3 separate regions of the Oryctolagus cuniculus genome follow, and all the other regions are linked to region 1. A link is a contact called in public Micro-C data. All regions are on one chromosome and are shown on one strand. Each heading gives the region's core, a stretch centred on a gene start, on an enhancer-like site or on the middle of the called end of the contact. The rest is flanking DNA. Distances are from core to core; before and after follow the strand shown.

Region 1 (4,119 bases), core at 585-3,084:
ACCAGGCACTCATATGGGATGCGGATGTCCCAAACAGCAGCTGAGCCTGCTGTACCACACCTACCCCTCTGCGAGCTGCTCGGCTGCTGTAGGGAGACAGCTGCTTATTAGAGTGACCCCCTGGGGGAAGGGGGACTCCGTGGGCCCAGATGCGCTCCTCCCCAACTTGCATGCCGGCAGATGACTCTTACAGGAGCAAAGGTACCTGTGGGGGAAGGGGCTCCAAGACCCCTTCTCTATCTACCTGGTCCAGGCTCCTTGGAACAGATATTTATTTTTCTTTCCAGATCTTTGAAACTGATTCATGAGTCACATCGAGGTCAGCGTTCCGCTTTGTGTTCTCTCTGCTGCACTTACAGGGTCAGGGTGACATTTTGCATTGTAAAAGGGCCACCCAGGTTCCAGCAGGCCAGCCATCACCCCCCCCCCCATCTCCGAGGAAAACCACTGGAGAGGGGATGTGAGAGTAGTGTTTGTGTGTCAGCTTCTCCTTTCACTGAGGCACGTGGGCTCACAGATCCTGCTGTCAGCTTGCAAGAGGGACAGGTAACCTGTAAAGAACTCCTCCCAGTTTCGGGGCGGGAGGCTCCTGCCTGGGCATCCAGCCGCCGCCCTCAGGAGTGCTGGGGCCTGTGTTCCCACACCTCTGCCAACCCAGACCTCTTTGCAGGTGTATCTACTGCCCAGATTCGTCCTGCTCTTCAGTGGCACCAGTAGGAATTTGTCCCTTAACAGGGGCCTGGATGAGGGGGTGAGGGATGGGGAATTCTATCCACGAGGTTCGGGTTCCCCAGGAGCATCTCTGGCTGCTGTACTTGGATCGGATTGACCCAGAGAGCCCGTGGCTGGCATTTGCTGGCTTCCCACACTTCTTTGCTGCTTTCTCCAGCATTGCTTAGTCGTTTTGCCCAGACCAAGAATTGCCAAGAAATTTTAGAGAAGTTGGTGTCCACTTTTTCTTTTTCCTCCCAGCGTGATATTTAAGACATTTTTTTTCCTTGGGCTGCGAATTTTACTCTCTTGTTACAAACATGTCCTTCCTCCCCGTCTCTGGCTGGTGGAGGGCAGCCCCCAGAGACTGAACAGCGGCGCGGCTCTTTCATTCTGACAGCTCTGTGACCTTCAACTTGACCTTGTGCAAGTCTTCAACACAGCCAGGCCCCTCAGCGAGTGAGTGGTGGTTCAGGTGGTCCCAAGCTCCTGGAAGCCGCGTCTTCACATGTCCCAGTAAACACACGAGGCGGTCCGCGCAGCTTGCGGTGGGTGACTTGGTCACGGTTCACTCCAAAGGGGAACTGACGGCTGCTGGACACGACCGAGGGGGAATTCCTGAGGGCCTTCGGGGCATAGCGGGCGCAGCTGGAGGACCCCGGGCCCCGAGCCCGGCGCCGGCTGCCGGAATCTCCCTTCCATTGCCGAAATCCTCGCTCCGGAGGGCGCTTCCTCAACCTGGTGGCTGATCTCACCTCGGTAGGAAGATGGAGACGGGGGTCCCGGCCTCTCCCGGATCCAGTCACGCGGTGGGTCCCTGGGCAGAGTCAGTGGCGCCGCCTGAACATGTTGCCGGTCTCCCCCAGTTCTCGGACAAGGCCCTGGAGTCAGTCGTCCAGCGCTCCCACCCGCCTCATGCCGCAGCCAGGTCCACCTCTTCAGCCGCCGCTGCCAGCCCAAGGCCCGGAGCACCCAGGCCCCGCCCCCTAGAGGCTTCGCCCAGGGCCCCGCCTTAGGCTCCGCCCCACCCGGCCATAGGTCCCACCCCTAGATCGGGCCCGCCCCGCCCCGCCTCTTAGCCCCGCCCCGACCGGAAGAAGCGGCGGTGCCGGGCGCTTATAGGGCCGGGAATGGGGGTGCCGCCGCCACCTAGTGAGCTGTGCGTCCGCTGAGGCGCCGTCGCCGCCGCTGCCGCGCTGTCGTCTCGGCGCCCCCGCCCGTCCTCCGACCGCGCCGCCCCCGGAGCCGGCCAGCTGGGCCCGGAGCCAGGGCCGCGTCCCCACCATGCCGGCCCGGCGGTTGCTGCTGTTCCTGGCGCTGCTGCTGCCCAGCTCTGGGGTGAGTGACCCGGGAGGGAGAGCGGCGTGGGGACAGCTCGCGGCGGGCTGGGTCGTGGCCGGGGGAGGGTCGCTGCGGCCGCCGGGGTCGGAGTTCGAGCCGGGAGCGTGGCTGCCGCCCGAGGCCGAGTGTGTCCCGCCTGGCCGCTGCCGGGGCGTGGGAGGCGGCGCGGGCCGGGAGCGCTTCCCCGGAGCAGTCGTGGCCGCAGCCGGCCACGCCGAGCGTCCGCCACCCCAGCGGCCTCGAGGCCGGCGCGGCTGTCACAGGCAGCGGCTCCAGGAGCGCCGTGGGCTCCGGCGCAACTTCGTGGCGCTGTGGGCGGCACCTCGGCGTCTTCGGGAGACCGGGGGCCCCCGGGAGGCCGCCCACCTGCCGGACCCTCCCCTCACACAGGTGGGCGCCGGCTCTGCCCGGCAGTGGCCGCGGAAGAGGATGTCCTGTTTTCCAGTCCTTGACCGGACTTTGGGAGAGGGGCGCAGCAGGGCTGGGTGCGCATTCGCGCTCGAGGACTGGGTCCTGCTACCTGCCCTGCAGGTTTCCTGGGAGATTCCTTATGTGCGCCTGGACTTCGGTGAGAAAGTTAAGAATCGGACCCTTTTAGGACCGCATAGGTCCCGGAGTGAGGCGGCTCACGACTTCAAATGCAAGAGCTCCGCGGGCCGCCAGAACTCTGGAGATAGGGGACCGATAGGAGCCTGGTGGGCCTTGATTTAACTATTTACGCCCGTCATTCCGGCTGGGCATTTGGGCACCAAGGCTAGGGAGGACATTTTGTGGACAGGTTGCCCCCCCCCCATACCCCCCTTTCTGGTTAAAGAACCTGGATCAGTGAGTGCTTTTTTAAAAAAACGTATTGTTCAGGATGTGGGTCTGGCACATGTAGACAGGTTCCGTTTAATGACTTCTTGAAAGGCACTGTGTGCTCTTTAATATGGCATATCACGTACCAGGTGTCCAGGTGGAGAGCTGACATGTGTGTACCTGGGTGCCAGCTCCCCGGCGAACTCTTTGAACTGGTAAATAATTGTGCTCCTGGAGTAGCAAGAATTTGGAAGCAGCCAAAGTAATCCAGGGGAGCTTTTTCAAATTCAGGAATTTTTAAGACACAAATTTGTAGATGTTTGTTCATAGTCAGACTTTGTAGGTTAAAAAAAATTTTTTTTAAATCCATTTTCACAGCTGGGTCAGGTTTTCAACTTGAATATTTCACCTTGGATTGGTTCACTGCTGCCTGGCCTCTGTTCACAACATTTGACATGGAAATTGACCATTTCGTGTCATCAGGGTCTGCCCGTATGTGGTATTCTTTTCACATCTTTCCATTTGCTGTTCTTCCATTGGATTCTAGTGTTTTAGTGAGAAAATCACTTAAGCCAAAGAGCCAAAAAGAACTGTTTAACTTTAGTTGGGACTATAGTTTCTGTTCCTGTAAACATCTCCACATTGTTTTTAGAAATCCAGACTTCTCAGAGTTCATGGTAAAATATTTTTCAGATGCTTATCAAAAGGTTATGTTTTAGTATAGCAGATTTTTAGATAAAAGGTCAGAATTCCAGTCCTAGAATTTTCTCCCAGTGAAAGTTTAAGAGTGATTATTTTAAAATGCTGAGTAAAAACAAAGTTTGCAGTTAAACTAGGCAGCAGTAATGTGGAGAATGCAATTACTATAAAATAGACAAACGGGAGTTCTACCTGGTCGCTTGCTGGCTGCGCCCTCAGGCAAGTTATTTTACTTCTTAGAGACTCGGTTTCCTGATACTTGAAGTGGGAGGCATCTGACACCTGAAGGAAGGTGCCTTTTGTATAGTAGATCATAAATGTGCAGTCCCTTTTCCCCCGAGAATGCTTTTTACTCTATCAGCATTTTCTTAGTGTTATACTAGGCTGCCTCTGGAAGGAATGTTTTTTGATTAAGAAAATTTGTTTTTGATTTTTGTTTTTTAAAATTTGTTTTATTGAAGACGAGAAAGGGGAGAGAAAGAGAGAGAGGGGAAAAAAATGCTCCCATCCTCGAGATCACTCCCGAAAGCCCACAGTGGCCTTGCCCAGGCCAAGGTGGGAGCTGGGGAC
Region 2 (4,119 bases), core at 813-3,312, 190 kb after region 1:
CGCCGACCGCGGCGGCCATTGGAGGGTGAACCAACGGCAAAGGAAGACCTTTCTCTCTGTCTCTCTCTCTCTCACTGTCCACTCTGCCTGTCAAAAAAAAAAAAAAAAGTAGAGCAGGGGCCAGTGCTGTGGCACAGCAGGTTAACGCCCTGGCCTGAAGCACCAGCATCCCATGTGGGTGCCAGTTCTAGCCCCAGCTGTTCCTCTTCCAATCCAGCTCTCTGCTATGGCCTGGGAAAGCAGTAGAAGATGGCCCAAGTCCTTGGGCCGCTGCACCCATGTGGGAAACCTGGAAGAGGCTCCCAGCTCCTGGCTTCGGATCGGTGCAGCTCCAGCTGTTGCAGCCATCTGGGGAGTGAACCAGTGGATGGAAGATCCCTCTCTCTGTCTCTACCTCTCTCTGTAACTCTGTCTTTCAAATAAATAAAATAAATCTTAAACAAAAAAAAAAAGTAGAGCAGCTGGGACTTGAACCAGCACTCTGCTGTGGGACGCCAGAGTCTCAAGTGGTGGCTTAACCCACTGTGCCCCAATGCTGGTCCCAACACGTAATCATTTTGATCAAAGAACGTGAATCCAGGATTGAAGAGGGTGTTGAACAGGGTACAGATGCAGATATAGTATACCAGGAATCACTACTGAATAGGATTCTCAGGTTCAGTAAAGGTTAAATTGATGAAAAAAGGAATACTGGCAAGAATAGGAGGCAAGGTCATAGGAAGTAGTCACATCAAGTAACAGGAAGTGAACTGGTACTTGAAAAAAGAAATTATTGAGTTACACAATGAGCTATGGCTGAGGGGCTCTGGGAAAGTAAAATTGGATGGCATGTGCATATGGAAGAGGCTGTCTACAATTCATTAGAGAATGACTGGGGCATCCTTGGGCTCTGAAGGGGACTCTGGAGAGGCGATTTGAGAGTGATGATGCCAATGGTGATAAAGCATCCTTTATGTTACAACTGGCAAGAGCTTACTAAGCTCATACATTTTAAATCTACACACACAGAAATATAAACAGAACTCTTCCGATGAAGATTTCTTAAAGGGCAGCATACAATGACCTAGGACTTGGCATCTGTAAGTTTGGGTTTGACCTCTAGCTTCCAGTTACTGAACCTTAAGCAAGTCCCCTCACCACCCTGAATTTGAATTTCTTCACCCAACAAAACTGACGACCAGTGGCACAAGGCGAGACAATGCATCTGAAAGCATTCTGTACGCCAGAGAACCAGACAAGCGCTACACTGTTCTCACGGAATTCTCCACTTCACCCAGCGGAGCCACGAATTCCATGAGAAGACTCCCATCTTCACTGGAGTCTCCTGAAAAAACAGCTTCCGGTCACAGGCCGCCTGGGCTCTGCGGGCATCCCTCGTGGAATAAAACTTGATGATGGCATAGAAACCAGGACGGGCCACGGCGGCGTTTGGGAAGACCCGGACTGAATACAGAAGGCCAAACTGGGAGAACGCTGCGAAGAGCGCTGTGCGTGGCCCCTGGGAACCCAGTCTGCATTCAGATCGGAGTTTTTATGGACATTAGTATGTGTCCCTCATTCTTCCTGACCGTCTCCCTCTACTGGGAAATTCTTAGTGGGGGCTTTCTGGGTGTAGAATTCCTGAACATCCTAGGACCCTAGCGCAGTGTTATTGGGCCTGATGGCCCCTCTGTGCAGGGTAGGGGGATTCCCCTGAGCTGCCCCGGGGAGAGGGCCGAACCCTAACAGGCTCACTGAACAAGAGCAAATTCTTCAGGTGCAATTGTTGGTCTGTGTCTGGGGCTTGTTTCCTCGTTCCATTGCTAAAAAAAATTTCATTTTCTTTAAAAACCTCATCTTCTGTCCCTCTTGCACACATAGGCTGATACCTACCTAGCTACCTTAACAGGTCCAGAGCTCAGCTCTCACACCAACAAAGTTTCACCCCTCTGAGGGAACCGCACACGATACCGTCCAACGCTGCCGTCCTGGTGCTACTGCGCCTGCGCGGTTCCGGCTCAAGCCTTACTGCGCCTGCGCACGGCGCGCCCGCCAGTTTTGGTGAGCGCCGCGTTCGAGGGGCGGGGCCGACGCTGCTCTGGTTCCCTCCCGCCCAGGGCGGTGGACGGCGGGCGGCGCCCATTCCTTTCGTTTCCCGCCTCAAAGGTTTCAGGGCTTGTGTTCGAGTGTGTTAGAGCCCCACAGGTGGGCGTACACGACGGAAGGGCTGGACATGTTCATAGCAGCCAGCTTCAGCTTCACGCGCGAAGGAGACCAGCGCTTCCCACCGAGCTCGCGGGACCCGGCCCTGAGGAGGCAGGCCTTGGGGACAGCTGTTTTCAGGCGTTTCCCATGCGCAGCTCACAGCATAACTCACTAAGCCACCGACAGCCTGGTCTGAAATCCTTACAAAGAATTCCCTGGTTGCCCTAGGTGATTCTGCCGAGATTCTGCTTGTGGCGGCCGGACGGCGTGGGTCGGGAGGTAGAGTGAGGAGAGAAGTTTGCGAGGAAATCGGGTTGGGTGCCCGGGAAGAGGTGCTCCAGGGGTTGTAGTGGACTACTTGGCGGAGTAACAGAGAAGCAATGTTCCACGGCCTATTTTAGTCCTGGAACGGGGCCAGGGCCAGCAGGGGGCCTGCGCTGGTTTCTTCACAATGATCCTCAGATCTGGGCCGGTACACCTGTCCTCAGCAAAATGAGAAAGGGACAATATCAGGGCTTATTTTTATCTATTTCATAAAATGAATTTATTCCATTTCATTCTCCTGCAAGTATAGCCCCCCCCCCACCCAATTTTTAAACATTTTTAAAGTTTATTTGAAAGACAGCTACAGAGAGGGAGGTCTTCTATCTGCTGGTTCACTCCCCAAGTGGCTGCAACAGCCAGAGCTGCGTGCATCTGAAGCCAGGAGCTTCTGGTTCTCCCACGTGGGTGCAGGGGCCCAAGTTCTTGGGCCATCTTCTGCTGCTTTCTCAGGCTCATTAGCAGGGAGCGTGATCGGAGTGGAGCAGCCGGGACTCGAACCTGCACCTGCATGGATGCTGGTGCTGCAGGCCTGGGCTTTAACCTGCTGTGCTGCCCCTACCTACAATTTTAATGCCAAAAATTGCTTTATGGAAACTGACTGATGGTGGATAGTTGTTTTGATATATTTTTTACTTGGGTATTAAAATAAAAAAATTGGAAATCCCAGATTTAATTTTTTTCAGACAGGGCCATTCATATGACCATTAAAAAAATATATTGATTTTTTTTTTTTTGTATTTGAAGTGCAGAGTCACAGAAACAGATCTTCCATCTGCTGGTTCACCTTCCCAAATAGTTGCATCTACTGAGGCTGGGCTAGACTGAAGCCAGGAGTCTGGAATTCTGAGTCTCCCAACATGGCGGCAGGAGCCTAAGTATTTAGACCATCATTGGCTGCTTTTCCAGGTTAGTGGAAAAGTTGGGAATTGGATTGGAAGTAGAACACCCAGGACTTGAATAGGGCTCTGATGTTAGGATGCTGGCATCTCAAGTAGCGGCTTAACCTGCAGCATCACAATGCTAGCTCCTGGTCTTAATTTTTAATTAATTATTTTATTTGAAATGCAGGGAGACAGAGACCTCCCATTTTCTGGTTCACTCCACTAAATGCCCACAACAGCTGGGAATGGGCCAGGCTGAGCCAGGAGCTCAATCCAAATCTCTCTCTAGATGGCAGGGCCCCAACTACTTGAACCATCATTTGCTGCCTCCCAGTGTGCACATAAGCAATTAGCTGGACTTGGAAGCCGGACTGAAACTTGAACCCAGAAACTCCAGTATGGATGTGCATATCATAAGCATCATCTTAAAAAAAAAAAAAAAGATTTACTTACTTGAAAAGCAGAATTAGGAAGAAAGAGAGAGATCTTCCATCTGGGGCTCCCACAGGGTGCAGGGGCTCAAGCACTCAAGCCATTTTCCACTAATTTATCAGGTGCATTAGCAGGGAGCTGGTTCAGAAATAGAGCAGCCAGGACTCAAACCAGCGCTCATATGGGATGCCATGTTGCAGGAGGTGACTTAACCTGCTGTGCCACAATGCCATACTCCACAAGCAGCATCTTAACACCTGCCCCAGTTTAATTTTTTTGTTTTTTTTTTTGTTTTTTT
Region 3 (4,119 bases), core at 949-3,448, 140 kb before region 1:
AGGCAGCATTTGTTATTTTTCCCATTTCACAGATGAAACTCAAGAGACTTAATTACATAACTTGATCAAAGTCCAGCAGATTAGAGCAATGGGACTTGAACGCCAAGGCAGTGTGTTTCTTCCCAATCAACAGTGGTGATATGTGCTTCTCTTCCCTTTGTAAACTATCTATTGTGAGAAGGCATTTTTGGCGGGCACTGGAGCAAGGCAGCAAGGGGGGAGCGTGGTCCTTAGGGCCATGAGTGTTTAACTAGCCTTGTAATCTGGATACATCACCAATCCTCTTAGAGTCAGTGTCTGCATGCATAAAATGAAGACACCATCACAGCTGCTACACAGGTTACTGTAAGGTTTCAGGGAATTAATACGTGCAAAGGATGTGGCATCATATCCGGTACTTGGTATTCTCTTAATAGGTAGGGAATAGTAGAATAGTAATTTAATTATGAGGTTTTTTTTTTTTTTTTGCATCTAAATTCCGCACTTGCCAAGAAGAAGGGCTCCTTTCAGCATTCATTTGGATGTTCTTGGTGCCTAGTTAGGCCAGGTTAATGTTGCACGGATTAATGAAACTTCTGTAGCGTTTGGTGAGGGCAGGGAGACAAGTGATGACACTTACAGAGATGCAGCTCCAGGTGTCTGCTTGTCTCCCTTTCCCTCTTTCTTGGAGCTTTGAAAACGTGGCCCAGAAGAGCTTCAGGCTGTCCCCATTCATAAACATGACTTGGCTGCAAGCTTCAAGACACCCACAGCGGGAGCCCTCTCCTGTTGGGACGAGCATTTGTTTCCTGTGGGAGGCAGGCAGTGATGTTTACAACCCAGATTCGACCCTGATGAGGCTGATCAATCTGCATGGGGGGGGGGGGGAGCTTGTCCCTGGCAGAGGGCCCATCAGATATCACAGCGGGGGAGGGGGAGGGTTGTGGCATGGATGCCGCTCCAAGAGCCAAGATCTGTGTAGGTGAGGTTCAGGTGGGAGGAGGCTGACCTCAGGTGTGAGGGCAGTGACTCCCGGGTCACCCAGGTGCCTGGGACACTGGGAGGAGAAGAGGAACAAGGCCAGGAGGGTGAGCAGGGTTGGCAGCATTGGAACGTGGCACCAGCAGGTGGGGTTGTGCCTGGGCCTGGTGATGATGACAGGCAAGGGTGTGTTTTATGTGCTGTCTCACTAGTCAGAGAACAAGACTGGCTTCCTGCAGCTCCAGATCTCAACCTGGCCCTTCCTCCTCCAAATTTCAAGCTTCACCTGGGTCCAGGGTCCCTCTAAAATCAGTCCTCAGCAGGTGCAATCAAGCAAGCGTCCTCAGTTTCTCAAAAGGTGATCTCCAGCCTCCCAACCACTTCGTTTAGAGGATTAAAAGGAGTTTAGTTTGTTTTTGGCAGTTGGATTTGAACTCCCTGAGTATGACAGACCAGAAATACACTTCTGAGAGTGGCCGTTTAGCACCTCCATCAGAACCACCTGGGAGAGTGGTGTTGAGAAATACACATTTCCCCAGGCCATCCAGACACGGTGAAATACAGGATTCACCGCCCCAGAAGGCAAAGGGTGTGCCTGGGTGGTGCTCACGGGTGCTAAGTGCTTGGATGGGCACTGCCACCCAAGGAGGCCCATCCTGCGCCTCGGGTACCGCCTAAAACTGGTCTACGCTGGATGCGTCCCCAGCTCTAAGAACTAGCAACAGGGCCAGTTAGGGACTGGACGGCGCGGGCGGGAGGCTGGGAATTTGTTTTTTGAAGCACATTTCTGCAATCAGCCGGGGCGGGGGGGGGGCGGGGGGGGCGGATAGATCTGTCTGACTACCCTTTAAAACCCAAATCGGAGTGAATTTGCCCAAGCCGGATGTCCTTGGTTCTCAGAGCCTGTTTTCCAATCGGTCTGGGGCACTTGTTGCTTAGCTGTAAGAAGAGGAAATTAAGCGCAAAGAGCTGGGGGCAGTGTCGGTGCCCTCTTGGGAGAGAAGCGATTTTATCCCTCCCGTTCGGGTCTCCCTTCGGTGACCCCCTCGCCGCCCCACTCCCCAGCCTGGTGGGCAGCGGCTCCTTTAACAGCCCTGACGAATCGCCCGCCCATTTCCGCGGCCGGTCCTTGGCGCCCGGTAGGGGCTGGATTGGTCGGGCCTGGCGAGCGTCTAGCTCCGCCCACGCTGCCCTGTGGTTGGCGGCGGCGGCGGCGGGCGCGGGGCGGGTCCGCCGGCGGGGCGGGGCGGCCGGTGCCCGGGGGCGGGCGGGCGGCAGGACGGCGGCCGGAGCCCGAGCCCCAGTCGAAGCCGGAGCCGCGGCGGCCGTGGAGCACGGGCGCCGGCGCAGTACCATGAAGCGGCCAGCGGATCCGGGGTGAGCGTGCCTGCGTCGGGTGGGGCGGTCCAGGGAGAAGCCCAGCGGGCAAGGCCCGGACTCGGGGGCCCGACTCCGCAGGGTCCTCTTCAGAGGACCGGCTGGGTTCCCGCGGCCGTTGGCGCTGCGGGGCGCGGGGGGCCGGCCCCTCACTCGGCTGTCAAGGCTCCGGCCTTGACGGGGACGCCCACCTGCGACGCCCCGGGCGAACCCTTCCTTCCCTCAGGGCCCTGACGAGCGGGTCGGGCATGACCCCGGCCGCAGGTGCCTGCCGGCGCGTCCCGCTGCCCGTCGTCGCGGGGCTCGGTCCCCGCAGCACCCTCCACACGCAAACTAGTGGGAAGACAGACCGCGGTTTTGTGGACGGGGCCCCGGGTGGGTGCCGGCCCCCTGGGGCACCTGCGACGCGCCTGGAAGTTGAGAGCCGCGGCTGCGTGCGCCGCGGTGGTCTTCGCCTGGGTCTTTCCCCCCCGACTCCTGGAAGAAGGCAGGTGGTCCGAAGGCAGGGGGCGGCGGCGAGCCGAAACGCAGGGGATCGGGAGGTGAACAAGTGACATTGGGCTGAGGCCTAACGCCGGGTGCCCTGCGGGGAGCGCCGGGTGCTGGCCCGGGAGCCCAGACCCGAGAGCCGCGGCACCGCGCGCGCACACGGGCGCGGCGAGGGAGTTCCCCTCTTGGAACAGGATTTTTGGACAACTTAGCCCGGCGGTGGGTTGATAGTTACTGACACCACCGGTTGTTATGGTTACCGGGCATCCAATGCAAGGGCAAAGTCTGCTTTCCACCCTTGCCGTTTCTCCGGAGCTAGGAAGTGCTTACTTTGTCACCACTGCGCTCTGTGGACACTGCGTAGGGGACGCCCGCACTATTTTTTATTTTTAAGAGTTGAAGGGAAAGCGTGGGCTCCTTGAGGGCAGGGACGGAGCCTCTGCACACCTCCGCTGCCCTGCCCGGGACTGGAGAGAAAGGAAGTTTTTCTGTGTGTTGACGATGCTCACGAAGGGATTTAGCAGAGCCGGCTGTAAGCTGCAGGTGACTTGCACCCCAGGGGTACGGAGAGTCTGCGGACTGCAGGCTGGTGAGCGTCGGAGTGCAGTGACCCCGCAGGTTTCTGCTGGAAGAGTCGGAGCCCTCGTTCGGTTTTTACCCAACCCATGCACTCACTATTCCCGTGTTCCCCAGAATTGGCCCGAGGTCCACGTGTATGGGAAGTGAGATTTTTGTCGTGGGATTTCTTTCCTGCTCTGAGTCTCTGAGGGGTCAGGGAAGGCTGGGAGAGGGGTGCAGAGGGCTTGGGACTGCCCTTGACTCAGATCAGCGCGTGCTGGTAACCCAGCGGGAGGGAAAAGTAAGTGCAGGGTTGTTTGGGGCTGAGTGTTGGGGGCTTGAAGAGCCCGGGGAGGCCGTGGGTGAGAAGATGGGACAGGCACTGTTCCTGGTGGTGCCGTCAGCGTGCGTGCGGGGAAGACGCAGGACGATCAGGCTTTCAGACAACAGACGTAGAGGATGTTTGGAGAGAAAGAGACTCCTGGAGTCAGAGAGAAATATTCTGTACTGAGAGTCTGCTGTGTGCCACTAGCTGCTCTGCACTGTAGATACGATGGAGCGAAAAGGGGTGAGGATTTTGTTCCCGGCACGGGATTTGCCTTCCCTCCAATCAGGCTCTCCCGGTTTCTGAGGTTTTTCTGAAGCTCTTGAGGAAAGAAAGAGGAGGAGGCACAGAATATGCCAGAACTAAAAAGAGCGATGGGGAACTCTTTACATCTTTACTTTTCATATCAA

The links. Hi-C and Micro-C count contacts between places; a contact is called where the count stands out from the background.
Region 2: a Micro-C map of ear pinna shows a contact between it and region 1, with 3 times the contacts expected there. The contact joins the promoter of ICAM2 here to the promoter of ERN1 in region 1. A contact is called at or near these places in 2 of 6 Hi-C or Micro-C datasets (ear pinna and an unstated tissue).
Region 3: a Micro-C map of ear pinna shows a contact between it and region 1, with 2.0 times the contacts expected there. The contact joins the promoter of TEX2 here to the promoter of ERN1 in region 1. A contact is called at or near these places in 2 of 6 Hi-C or Micro-C datasets (ear pinna and skin fibroblasts).

The regions. Positions count from the first base shown.
Region 1 is chr17:14,552,788-14,556,906 of mOryCun1.1, forward strand. ERN1 (endoplasmic reticulum to nucleus signaling 1) reads left to right here and starts at 1,835. Exons shown (of 22, transcript XM_008271709.4): 1 at 1,835-2,049. The coding sequence starts at 1,996.
Region 2 is chr17:14,740,382-14,744,500 of mOryCun1.1, forward strand. ICAM2 (intercellular adhesion molecule 2) reads left to right here and starts at 2,063. Exons shown (of 6, transcript XM_008271705.4): 1 at 2,063-2,412; 2 at 3,258-3,414. LRRC37A3 (leucine rich repeat containing 37 member A3) reads right to left here and starts at 2,044. Exons shown (of 14, transcript XM_070060480.1): 1 at 1,873-2,044.
Region 3 is chr17:14,414,854-14,418,972 of mOryCun1.1, forward strand. It overlaps TEX2 (testis expressed 2), which reads left to right and starts at 2,199. Exons shown (of 12, transcript XM_070060475.1): 1 at 2,199-2,337.